2 separate regions of the Hordeum vulgare genome follow, and region 2 is linked to region 1. A link is a contact called in public Hi-C data. All regions are on one chromosome and are shown on one strand. The core of a region is the stretch at or near the end of the contact, and the rest is flanking DNA. Distances in the headings are between cores, read along the strand shown. Region 1 holds the start of LOC123440058 (DNA-directed RNA polymerases I and III subunit rpac1). Region 2 holds the start of LOC123440069 (signal peptidase complex catalytic subunit SEC11A-like).

Region 1 (6,554 bases), core at 1,172-3,671:
TAAATCACGACACAAGGTTATTCAGCTAAATGACAGCAAAGCAGGTTACAACTCTGAATTGACTGTGTTAAAGCTTTCTCTTGTACCATGTGGACTGAAGAAAACACTTCAAACCAAATACCATGAACAAAAGGACATAAGATAGAGCTACCAGCTAATGGTACCAAGCAATATAACTATTAGTAACAAAATAACCTGTCCTGGCCCAAGCCTGGCAATTGTTATGTCTTTATACTTCACACCAAGGGGCCTTTCAGAGGTATTCTGTTGGCTTTGACCAAAGGATGTGTAGGTCCTCTGATTGTCCCCAGATTGCGCAGGAGATGCCATGGTTAATTGGCTACCTTCTGGCAACCACTCCAATTGACCAGACTTAACTGCAAGTCAAGAAAGCTGTAAGCAATTGTATACTGCTAAAGCCCAGCCATATCACGTGAATAAATTGGATAATGCTAACAGTATAGAGGAACAACAAGCTAACCAAACTGAAATGTCTAATTAATCATTGACATAAGATACAGTTAGTTAGCAAAGTAACTTATTGATGATTGATTAAGATAATAGATTACGAGATTGGGCGCTGCTTGACTTTTAAGTCGAACAATGTTACAGGAATGGACATAAGCAGAAGTACAGTACCAAGAACCAATTATCCCCTATTTGAATCCTCATTCCATAATACATATCAGCAAAATAGGTTTGCTTAGGTGCAGGTTGTACACAAAATATTCAAAAAGTAAAGGCATGTATGCATTTAGTTCCAAAAAAATGATACAGAAGAATAAGCTGGGGCTGATTATAGATGAAGAAATAATTTGTTGATGATATTCGTTTGAAGGGCAAAGTTCCCAATAAGAAAATTGTAGGATGATTGGACACTTCACTAGGGTCCAACTTGCAGGCAAAGAATATACCTGTAAGCCTTTGTGAACCCTTTTCACATGAAACATGCAGTTTGTACACAATAGTGTTCCTTTCATTTGGGACATCATCTACAAAAGAAAATAAAAGAAGAGCATAAGCTGGATACCAACCCCATTTATGAATGTGAAACTACAAAAATTTATGGCACTGACCAGAGATATACTCAAAAAGCCTTGGATCAGCATCAAGTGGAATAAGGCCTAGTCGGTGTGAAAGGACCTCATCTGCTATAACTGAGGTATTGTCAACCATGAAAACTTTCTCAATGGCCATTGTAGGAACCTATGGATTAACATTACACAATGAATATATAACGCTTAAATATTAAACAGGAGACTTATTGGAATACCAAGAGTTATCGAGATGGAGCAGATGACGACAATATGCATACCTCTGAAATGAGTATTCTCCGGAAAGCATTAGCTATTGATGCATCAACACCAATCATATCAAACTCCATATCCTCCTCTGTAAGTCGATTTATCTCGATTTTGAAGTTACTGCAGAACTTCTCGACCGAGACACTAGTATCAACTCCCATAGCAGCAAAAGCACCCGAGTATTGAAACCCTTCTGTCTTTTGAAACATATAAGAGAAGACATACAAAATTAATATATGAGGTATCCACATAATCATACAACAACCTTCAATAATTAAACAGAAAGAAATTGCTTCAAAAACGATATGGAGATGATAAATCCTCAATCTTTTCTTAAAGTAGCAACATTTTGCCAGTATAATTGGACAATTATGACATTATATATAAACATTGCAAAACTGACAAAAGATGATTTTGGTTTGCAACCAAATTCCCAAGTAAATGCCTCACTGTACCAACCTTTTTCTAATTGAAGTCCTAAACCGAGCATAAGTAAACAAGCATTGATATTTTTTTATTATTATTTTTTTTTGAAACGAGTTGATATTTAAGAGTACATGTTCAAGCCTTTTTAACAGCAGCAAAATAGCACATCAAAACGGTGCTTGAAACCAAAATCGCATCCATTTCAATATTCTAATAATTGGCCAATCACTGTAGATGCTAAGAGAGAACGACTATGTTTCCATGGGAAATTAGGTTACTAAATAAGAAGTCTACACTGCAGAGGACATGATTTGTCACCACAAACAATTTAAGCGCATAAAACACTGCACGCGGCAAAAAAAGGGTATGAGAAGTACTAAGATGTAAAGAAGCAAAAGAACGGGGTAGGGAATAGATGGATACATGAGTGGGGGCATCGGCCTTGCAGAGAACACGGGTGCGCTGGAGCTCAAGAAAGGCTGGCAACGAGGATCCACCGGGGTTTTCCATCCCCGCGGGAGTGAGCGAGGCTGGGGGGAGGGGGCGGCGGTCGTGGCCTCGTGGCGGCGGGGCAGCCGGAGATGGGAGAGGACGAGGGCACGAGGCGTCTAGGAAGTGGGGATGAGATAGAGGCTGATGCAAGCTTGCTGGGCGCGGCGGCGGCGGCGGCGACAGGGGGGTTCTTCTCTTCTTCTATACAGGGAAGTACTAAAACCCTTCTGTGCTCGCTCCGTGGGCCCCGGTGTCAGCTGCCCTGAGAGCTGTCTTGGTGGGCCATGCATCCCGTGCTGCCTGGCCTTCCTGTAAGCGGATTAGCATCACCATCCACCATACAATCTTCATCCAACGGCTGTTGTACCCCTCGTCTTGCATCCTAATTATTTCATGGCGGCTACTACGGATCAACCGAGAAATCAGTCGGGTCCTGGCCCGACAGATCCGTCGCTCGTCATCCATTGAATCTGGTCACCGCGCCGGGTCGTCCTTCTATCACCGCAGTCGCGACGGAGCAACCGAAGTGCCTCGCCGTGGGAAGTACCGTCGCACGGCTTGCAGCTGGAGCCACACCCCCTCGCCATTAGCGCAGCAGTGCTCCACCACCGACCGTTGGCGACGCTTCACTGTAGCGCCAACCCCTTGCGTGGAGGCGCTCCATCGCAACACCCATCGTCGTCGGTGAAGCTCAATTATAGCTCCGGGCCGCCGGTGACTGCTGCATCGCAGCGCTGGCAGCCGCCGGTGAAGCTCCATTGTAGCACCGCGGAGTTGCATCGCAGCACGAGCAGTCGTCGGTGAAGCTCCATTATAGCACCGAACGCTACATCGCAGCTCCAGGCCACCGGCGGTCGCTGCATCGCAGCACCGACAGCCGTCGGTGAAGCTCCATTGTAGCACTGCGGAGTTGCATCGCAGCACGGGCAACCATCGATGAAGCTCCATTGTAGCATCGAGCGCTGCATCGCAGCTCCGAGCCGCCGTCGAGCGCTGCAATGCAGCTCCGGGCCGCTAGTGAGCGCTGCATCGCATCAGCGGCAGTCGCTTGTGAAGCTCCACAGCAACACCGCCGCGCGACCCTCCGCCCGTTGCAGCGCCGCCGCGGTTGCGTGATGTGGTGAGGTGGGCTGGAGCACCAGCGATTGTCATCACCCCCTTCGTCGCTGCAGCGCAGCGGTCCGGGCCATGGCAGGAAGCAGAGCGACGGAGAAAGAGATGGAATTGGGGAAGAAAAAGAAGAGGAAGGAGAACTAGTGGAGGAGCATGAGCGGAAGAAGATAAGGCAGGCTGGATGGAGGGGAAGCGGGGAGGGCCCACAACGATATGTGTCGCGCGGAGGACGTGACTTACAATGGAGAAAAATTAGTCGGTAGATTTTAACGCTTTTCCTTATTTCATTCACGAATTGTGTTTAGTTCAACAGTTTCAGTTCTTGTTGGAGTGTAAAATGAGGATGCAGTTTGTCATTGGATGGAGCAACTCTAGCATAGTTGTCACATCTATGATTGTCATAATGTATATGGAGCATGCTTCCTATGAATGTAGAGACTGCCCAAACTACACGCAAAAACAAGGTCGTCATATCTCAGCCTTTATTTTTATTCTTCCGCTTTCTCATTTGAACATTTAGATTCCTTTCAAAAATAAATTGTTCGCGCATCAAGCAATCATGGACACGGTTTTAGAGAAGTTGCAAGAACAAAAATATTAGCGAGTGACATGTCCAAATAACACCTTGACATTGTGTGCACCAACTCTTCTGCCGGAGTGTGCATCATCCCCTCCTCATACGGTATGTGTATTGTGCTCTTCTTCGAGGTCCCTCGAATGTATGATGATATCTCGCGCCTTCTCATTGTGCTCGGATACATCGTGATGAACCGATTGAGGTCCTGTAGGCGGGCATCTTTCATCTCCACCTACTCCACTCCATCTCCAACTTAAGTTGAATCATCTTCTTCTCGATATCTAGCCGACGTTGTTTGCTCTATTGTATAGCCTCCTATCTCGCCTTCATCTCTTCATTCTTTTTATCCTTCAACTAAAGCTTTTATTGCTTCTTTTTCTCGGCGTACTCGTTTCTTGCCCTCATCAACTTATCGATCTTGTTCTCATGGCGGCCACCTTTTCTTCTTTCTTGAGCTCCTCCTTTCTTCTCTTCGTCCCCTTGGGTCAGTCAATGCTAGACGTTAGAATGGTACTTCTAGGGACATTTGTCACTTCCTCTCCATCAACATTATCACCATCATCGTCCATCTCCAAAGAGGAATTGGTGCCTTCATAGATTATGAATTGTAGTCCTCATACCTTGTCTTCCACTTCTCATGCTCTTTCGACAAATCCTAACAACATAGGAGGCAAAACGGCTTGCCCTTCAACATGGCCATTTGTTTGCACCTTCTTGAGCTATCTCGTCCTAAAAAATAGAAATTCACAGATTGATGAGAATGCTCAAAGTAATGGAAATGTGCTTACATATTGAGCAATGATTGAACCGCTAGAAGGAGCATGCTTCGTTTGATCCTTGCAACCCATGGAATGACTACACATCTCTGAACATACCCATCGTTTTGTGAGAGATTTGAGTGTACCTTTTTGTTCTCCGTCCAAGATAAAATATGAAACGCTCCTCGATGCATGTCCAGTACTTTCCTGTGGACTGATTCTTCCGACGATCACATCAAGGAGATATCTTGCAATGCCTGGACAAACGTAGCATCCTCACCGGGCTTAAAGTTACTTCCCCAATTTTCCTTCTTCTTTGGGAGTAGGTGGCATCAAAATGATCAAACTCCATATCTTGGACAGAATCATGATAGAGAAGTGACAATGATGTGCCCTCGAAATCAACATCGTTTGTCCCGAATTCACCAATCATGCCATTAAGAAGATCATAGTTGTTGAGGGTCGATTCCCCTAAATCAAGCATATCACCACTAAATCACAAACGTTGCACATTTGCCAAAAAAATGCATGTCCACCTTGCAAAAGGAACAAACCCCTAGTACATGGCAAATTATGTTTTTTATCTCGTCGCCATTGTTGATCGAGTGCATGATTGAGAAGCCGCCTTTTTAGCCAGCTATCGAAGGAAGTGAGGGGGGCAATGGCACCGACAGCGCTCTTCCCCTTATTCTAGTTCGGTTCCTTCACCAAGGACAGCCACGACACTGACTGGGGGAGGCCACTGCCTCCCCGCGAAGGCAAAGTGTAAGTGCATCTAGTGTCCCTTAGTGATTTTGGTGTATTGAAGACTTATAGGTTAAGGGACTAATGTGTTGTGAGTGTACACGTGCTCTATAAGTCATTGAGAAGTTTGATATATGCGAAGAAAGTCGACCCCTAAAAATGACTGTCTTTCGACTGAAGACTTTCATATTCTGCTGAAGACTTTGAAAGTGAGAAAACTGGCGTGTCCTTGAAGATATTGATGCAAGGATTATGAAGCGTAAAGACTTTCGTTTTCGTAGTTTCATTTCCTTTCTTTTAAGTCATAGAAACACTGTACTGTTAAAGGGGGTCGAGATAATACTAAGGAAAATTTTCCAAGTGATGCTCATCTGAAAGCCTACACATAACCAATCCTTCGGGTGAAGCCTTTAGAAATCTCTTATAGTTCAATCAAATTCTTCAAGGGATATTTAAATTAGTGCCCCTGGTTCCTTAGTTGTGCTCACTTTTCCCCATGCTCCAAACGTTTGCTCACTTTTCCCCTCTTCCTTAGCTGAAACTCTCACAAATGCTCATAGCGGCCGTTTGTCATCTTGACCTTCCATTGACCGTCCATTGACCGTTAATTGCTGACGAGTGGGGCCGAGTCTTCGTCTGACTGTTGCTTGCTGACGGGTGGGACCGCAAGGAGACACGTATTGGGCAGCTTGTCTGAATCTGAAACATATCTAGACAGTCTGCACTGCACCGCGTCGCCCCGCCTCCTCCGTCGGCGTCGTGCTGCGTCCACCGCTGTTGTTTCCTCCACCCTATGCCCCTATTCCATTCGTCGGCGACGTCGCGTCTCCGCCAGATATAGCCCACCTCCCCATCTAGGATTACATGGCGATGTTGAGTGAGGACGCCCGGAATGCACTCGCCCGTGGAGAGGATTGGGTCGAATCCACGGCAGATAATTCATGGATTAAACCTGGGTAAGCATTGTTTCCTCTCGACTTGACGTTCTAAGTCGTATTGTCGGTCGTATTTGACTTCTGTTTGCTTGAATCGTTTGAATTTGTGCTCGATTTTACCCGGCTAACTGAAGCCTTTATTTCCTTCAACAAAATAGGATTGATCCCATGCTGGCTTTCCGGCTGGCGATTAGAATGGAAACTA
Region 2 (6,554 bases), core at 1,262-3,761, 270 kb before region 1:
GTTGGTACACGGCGCAACAAAACTTGTTCTGCCCTCGATTACATTTGCACTACAAGATCAAACCATGCACAAAGGTTGACAGCTTCACTCTTTCGATGTTATGACCAGCAGGCCCAGCGCGCCAATCAGAAGGTACTGCAGCAACAAGCATCACATATTAGCACTTCATAAGTGCTTCCAACTCAGGAATAGGCTCGTCGGTACTTAAAATGGAATAGACATACCTTAATAATCGGCTTCTCAGTCATCACAATAGTAACCCACCCAACATATGGTAGATAGCTGTTCATAGAACGAAAGGGTAATGCCAGCTGAATTATTTTTCACCAGTTTGAAGGCAGAACTGTGAATGTGATACAAATGTTCCAAGACACTCACCCTACAGCCCGTCCCATAATGTGATGCTTCTGAAGCCAAAGCTGCCCTTGTGCATACAAAAGTCGGTCATCCCCAAAATTATTATCACCTGAAAAGGCAGATCATCAATTGAGATACAGCAGTGCAGTGGCACCCAATGCAAGTTATAAATTGCTAACTGTTGACTGTTATTGTCAGGATTGCACAAATAGCATTACATCACTGAAGAAAAACCTATGGCACTCAAACAAAGAATGACAGATACCTTTCGTGAGGATATCAACTTCTCCACTTTCTTGGCGTTCATGAACCTATACAGATAAAAAGTAAACTCAAAACAAGCAAGAAAAGAGTTATACACATCTAATATAGATATGATGATTGATGTCATGTGATGACTTCACAATTTTATTACCTTAATCACACGGTGAACAATTGGAATTTCACGGCCCTACATAATAAATGTCCAAATGTAAACTTAGTGTCTGGAAGATCAAATACAAGCACACAATGATGGAATATAGGGCAAAATCATGAGTTCATCACCCAGCTAATAATTTACGGCTTGCAAAGTACAATAATTAAGTAGGACTTACATCAATATTAAAAACAACTATTTCTCCAGTGCGGATAGGATCTTGGCTCATGTGCAAAAACAGAATATCACCCTGCAAAACAGATAATTAATGATACAGGGACAAACGATGATGACACCCATTTTAGCCTACAGAACGCAAAAATGGCACTGGAATAAGAATGGAAAACTGAGAACATGGCATGCACCAATACAGATCATCAAGTGGTGGTGGCAGTAATCTCAAAACGAAACTTGGATAAATTAGACCAAGATCTTAAAGGCCATACGTAGTCCTTCACTTACAACCCAATGGAGGCCAATTATATTCTTATTCTTTTGAGAAAATCATGGAAATAATTCACTTTATGTGTTGCACATGCAACTTCGGTATTTCATATTGGTCAGATATTAACTGCAAATTACAAAACCAAATGCGTATGTTCAATTGTGAGTGCGCTTGGGTACCCCCCTAATTCGACTCGGTCCCTTCACTTAGAAAGGGTTCTATTGAAATTACTGCCTAACCCAGATGATTAAGTCACATTAGACATTAGAGGCTATCTAAAATGGTCCTCATCAAGCATCTAATAATCAGATACATATACAAAATCTAAGGATTCTTGCAGTGCGTAAGTAGGCAACAAACCCTTTTAAATCCAGGCTCCATGCTACCAGAAAGAACCACCACAACCGGCGACTCGCTCCCTGTCGCAACCATCAATCCCTTCCATATGATCAATGCCGAGGTAACAATCATACCTGCCATGGGGGAAAATCATAAATTCCTCTATGAGAACACTGTTATCAACAATTAACAATATCTAAGAGCAGCAAAACTCCAACATAACAAACAAATACAATGAGGTGTCATGTTCCCTTCTTTCCCTACACCTTACGAAATTATAAACTAATTTTTAGAAGTATAAGGAGAATCAACAAGCAATATCTAGCCAGTACTCCCTCCGTTCCATAATTCTTATCATGATTTCAGTTCAAACGGAACGGAGGGAGAAGTAGGGTAAAAACAAGACGGCCGAAAATCCCAGTATCAACGGAGTGGCCCCTGTACATTTCAGTGCGTGTGATTCTTCCAAGAAAAGAACTTAACAAAGCTCTTAGGGCAAGATCATGGACCCCCAAAAGCCTTCATATCCCAAATTATATTTTCTTTAGATCTTCACTGCCGCAATCTGGCATGCAAAAACCACAAACCGCGCGCCTTTCAGATCAAATCCCAAACTGGTCCACACGGTAGACCCCTAACTGTAAATCCCGCCGATTTCAGCGCACGGTGCAACCGAAAATACATTCAGAAAAAAATAAACACTAGACGGAGTATCGAATACGCTGAGACGAAGAAGAGATGGGAGGGCAAAAGAGGCGTCACCGAGGCTGATGATCTGCGTGAGGACCTGGCGGACCTGCATCGACCGGATCGACTCCACCTGGTCGCCGATGAACCCCATCTCGGCGGGGATCTCTCTCCCGGCGAAGCTTCTTCCGAGGGGAGGGGGCGGCGAAGAACTCAGGGTTGCGAGGACTAGAACAGAAAGAGGGTCTGCGTTTTTTCGTCTACTTTTTGCAGACAGGACCCCGCGGGCGCTGGATATTAGCCTCCGGCCCGACGCGCCTCGCTACACGTCAGAGGGCGTGGTTTAGCGCGTTGGATAGATATCGGACGGATAGCAAGCTCGTTGCGGTGCGGACGCGCGGTTCATGTCAGCTAATCCATATCTGCTCGTTGAACTGGGATCGGACGGCCAGGTAAAGTAGCTTCCATTCTAGATTTTGGATTTTTGGTTTTTTTTTTAAGGGGAAACTGCTTTGCTTTATTGATCAAACATTACGGATTACAGGAATAAAACGAGTGTCAAAGGGTTGCAGGAACCAAACATGGCGTCCCTTCCCTAAATGCAAAGCATATCTAGCTAAACTAAGAGCTTCCATATTCGAAAGTCGTTCTTCGTGAACAAAAGAAATAATCTGAAAATCAATACTTCCTTCCTTGATTTCTATGATGATTGGGGATGTGATACCGTTTGTGCCTGAATGAATGTCCTTAACTGCTTGAAGACAGTCCGAAGCGACCGTGATGTTCTGAAGAAGCATGTCCCTCCCCAAAGCTTGGATATTTGGATCAGTGAGCCCATGTAACATTAATGCAGATGCCCCTAGGTACAATCCCTTTTCATCGCAGCAAACAACGCTGACAGCTCCAATGGGAGGGTTGTTACAAACGGCTCCGTCCACGTTGATCTTAGCACATCCAGACGGTGGTGGATCCATCTTCTTGCTTCCGCTGGCCTAGTGATATGCTGTCTAGCATGCGGTATTGCCGTTGTTTTAATCGCTTCAAGCTCTGCAATGTACCTGCTGACAAAAAAGTGTGTCGCCAATGGACTTTGGTGGTCTCCTTCGTGGATCAAGCGCCTCCGTGTTGTCCAGATCGCCCATAGGGTTACCGTGATCCGTAGTAGTTTCTTTGTTGAGACCGAAGAAAAGATACTGAATAGCCATGACTTCGCATCTGGTTCAGCCGTTGCTAGCATATGCTCGAGCAGATCTGGCTCTATCAAAGCCCAAACACACCGAGCCATCGTGTAGTATAGAAGAGAGTGGTGCCATGAGTCGATGGCCCCGCAGATTGCACAACACGGAGAGGGGGCCATATTCCGGTGATGTCGAACGTCTGCCGTAGGAAGTGAAATCTGTGCAAGTCGCCAGAGAAAAACTTTGATCTTGGAAGGCACCTGGACTCGCCATAGTGTATCCCAGCCCTTCGCCTCCCTGATGTTGTCGTCAGGGCCCCCCGGCCCTCTAGCCAAGCCTCCCGCCGAAACTTTGTTGTTATGAGCATGCGATAACAGGACCTGACCGTGAAATCACCCTTCTTTTCCTGGGACCAAGCCCAATAATCATCGTACTAATGGGTGCTCAAAGGAATGTTTAGGATCACTTCCGCATCAATGGGGAGAATGGTTGTGTTTACCAGCTCCTGCATCCATCTCGCAGAAGTACTGTCAATTAGGTCTGACGCTAGCACCGGCCGATTGGGGTTGAGGCATGCAATTGGCCTCATGGATGCTTCTTTGGGGAGCCAATTCTGGTTCCATTCGTACTTGTACCATCTCCGATCCTTCTTATGAGCCCCAATTTGAGAATATCTTTCCCTTCAACATTAGCCCTCCAAATTTGCGAGGGATTGTTACCAAGTTCAGCCTCCAAAAACTCGTTGGTAGGGAAGTAACGTGCTTTCAGTAGCTTAGCACCGAGGGTATCCCGGGATTGCATAATGCGCCATGCTTGTCGAGCTAGGAGGATGAGATTTAGAAGTTCAATATCTCTAAAACCCAAACCACCTTCATATTTAGGTTGCATCATCACTTCCCATGAGACCCAGCTCGTCTTTCTCTCGCCCTGTTTGCCCCCCCCCCCACCAGAACTTGCGTATGATGGAGTTGATATGCAGACATAAACCTCTTGGTAATTTGAAGCATGCCATTGAGAAAACTGGCACAACTTGTGCTACTGATTTTATGAGCACTTCTTTCCCTCCTGATGACAAAATTTTCTCCATCCATCCTTTCACTTTGTTCCATACTCTTTCCTTTAAGTATTAGAAAGATCCATTCTTGCTGCTACCCACATCCGTGGGCATGCCCAGATACTTTTCACTCAAGCTCTCGTTCTGGACATTAAGAACATTCTTAATAAGGTTCTTCACCTCGGGTATACATCCTTTGCTAAAGAAAACCAAAGATTTGTCGTGGTTAATTTTCTGTCCAGAAGCGCTACAGTATGATTCCAACAACGAAGACACCAAAGTAGCTCCCTCACTACTAGCCCCGAAGAACAGCAGGCTGTCATCGGCAAAAAGTAAGTGACTAACCGGCGGAGCCGTCTCTGCCACTTTGATTCCTCTGATAGGCGATGACTCACTCTGACATTTGATGAGGCTTGTAAGGCCCTCTGCTGCCAACAAAAATAGGTAAGGGGATAACGGGTCTCCCTGTCGAATCCCCCGTGTAGGTGTAAATTGATCAAGTTTCTTCCCATTGAACAGTACTGAGAATTTGACTGAACTCACCATCCTCATAACCGTGTCCACCCAAACCGGTGCAAACCCTAGTTTGGTCATTATAGCCCGCAAATAATCCCATTCAAGGAGATCATACTCATTCATTATATCCAATTTCAACGCGCAAAAGCCATTTTCCTTAGATTTGTTTCGCTTCATGAAGTGAAGCCATTCATACGCCGAAATAATGTTATCCATGATTAGCCGTCCTCCAACAAAGGCTGATTGCTCTTGTGATATGATCTCCGGAAGGAAGGTTTTTAATCTGTCTGCTAAAACCTTGGAAGCAATCTTATATATAACATTGCATAGGCTTATAGGACGAAACTCCGTGAGAAGCGTGGGGTTAGTTACCTTAGGTATTAGTACCAAAAGGGTATCATTCAATTCATTCACCTCTTATTCCCCTCTCAAGATTTTCAAAATGATCAGTGTGATCTCATCTCCACAGACGTCCCATTGTCTCTGAAAAAATGTGATGGATATCCGTCTGATCCTGGTGCTTTAGTAGGCGCCATCTGAAAAAGGGCAGACTTAACTTCCTCCTTTGTATATTCTGAATTCATTTTCTGGTTCATCTCCGGAGTAACTTTCTGAGGAACATTTTGTAACACTGCTTCCATATTCGATGTTCCTTATGAGGTGAATAGGTTACGGTAGAAGTCTGTCGCCATGCCTTCTATATCCTCGGCCTTCTCAACTTTCGTTCCATCCTCCCTCAGAAGCGACTTGATCTGATTTTTCTGTCTCTGTTTACTTGTCATAGGTGAAATAATTTGGTGTTCTTGTCCCCCGAAGCAAGCCATGATATACGTGCCCTCTGACGCCACATTATTTCCTCCCGATGATACAACTCAACGAGGCGGTCCTTGATTTTAATTTCAATGCGGGTCGGCTCTGTCCGCCACGGATCAGCTCGAAGATTATCAAGTTCCATAGTCAAGGTTTTGATCTCTGTTCGGACATTTCCAAAAGTGTTTTTATCCCAATGTTTCAGTCCGTTGGACATAGCATTAATTTTCAACTGAAGATCGGCAACTGTCGTTGCTCTTGGCTCGTGCCAGTGTTGCTGGATTTCCTCGTGGAAGCCATCGCGAGACTCCCACATCATCTCATACCGAAAGGTTTTGTGCTATCTTAATTGACCGATGATGTGAGGCTCTAGCTGAAGTAAGATGGGAATATGATCAGATGTGGCCGCCACTTTATGCAAGACTTTTGCTTGCGGATAAATACTGCACCATTTGCCGCAAGCCAGTGCCCTGTCTAGCCGAACACGAGTATGGGTTCCTCCAGCCACCCTTCGTTCAAAAGTCAACATTGGTCCCGAGAAACCGAGATCAGTGAGTCCACAAACATCGATAGTGTCCCTAAAACCAAGCACCTGTGTCATGCTGCGATGGCTTGCTCCATCATACTCCTCTAGTTTCAGTACTTCGTTGAAGTCCCCGATGCATAACCATGGTCGATCATTCGCTAAGGCTAGAGATCGAAGAAGATCCCAAGTTTTGCCTCTGTCACCAACTCTGGCTTCCCCATAGA

What was found. A called contact is a pair of places that touch in the nucleus more often than the background predicts.
Region 2: a Hi-C map of seedling shows a contact between it and region 1, with 2.1 times the contacts expected there. The contact joins the promoter of LOC123440069 here to the promoter of LOC123440058 in region 1. A contact is called at or near these places in 1 of 6 Hi-C or Micro-C datasets (seedling) and 1 of 1 datasets of contacts at active chromatin or transcription factors (embryo).

The regions. Positions count from the first base shown.
Region 1 is chr1H:395,281,405-395,287,958 of MorexV3_pseudomolecules_assembly, reverse strand. It overlaps LOC123440058 (DNA-directed RNA polymerases I and III subunit rpac1), which reads right to left and starts at 2,421. Exons shown (of 9, transcript XM_045116654.1): 1 at 2,154-2,421; 2 at 1,316-1,501; 3 at 1,077-1,206; 4 at 915-992; 5 at 196-377. The coding sequence starts at 2,240.
Region 2 is chr1H:395,552,599-395,559,152 of MorexV3_pseudomolecules_assembly, reverse strand. LOC123440069 (signal peptidase complex catalytic subunit SEC11A-like) reads right to left here and starts at 2,511. Exons shown (of 8, transcript XM_045116660.1): 1 at 2,322-2,511; 2 at 1,581-1,693; 3 at 954-1,025; 4 at 773-808; 5 at 623-668; 6 at 379-466; 7 at 225-282; 8 at 1-135. The coding sequence starts at 2,400. The coding sequence ends at 85.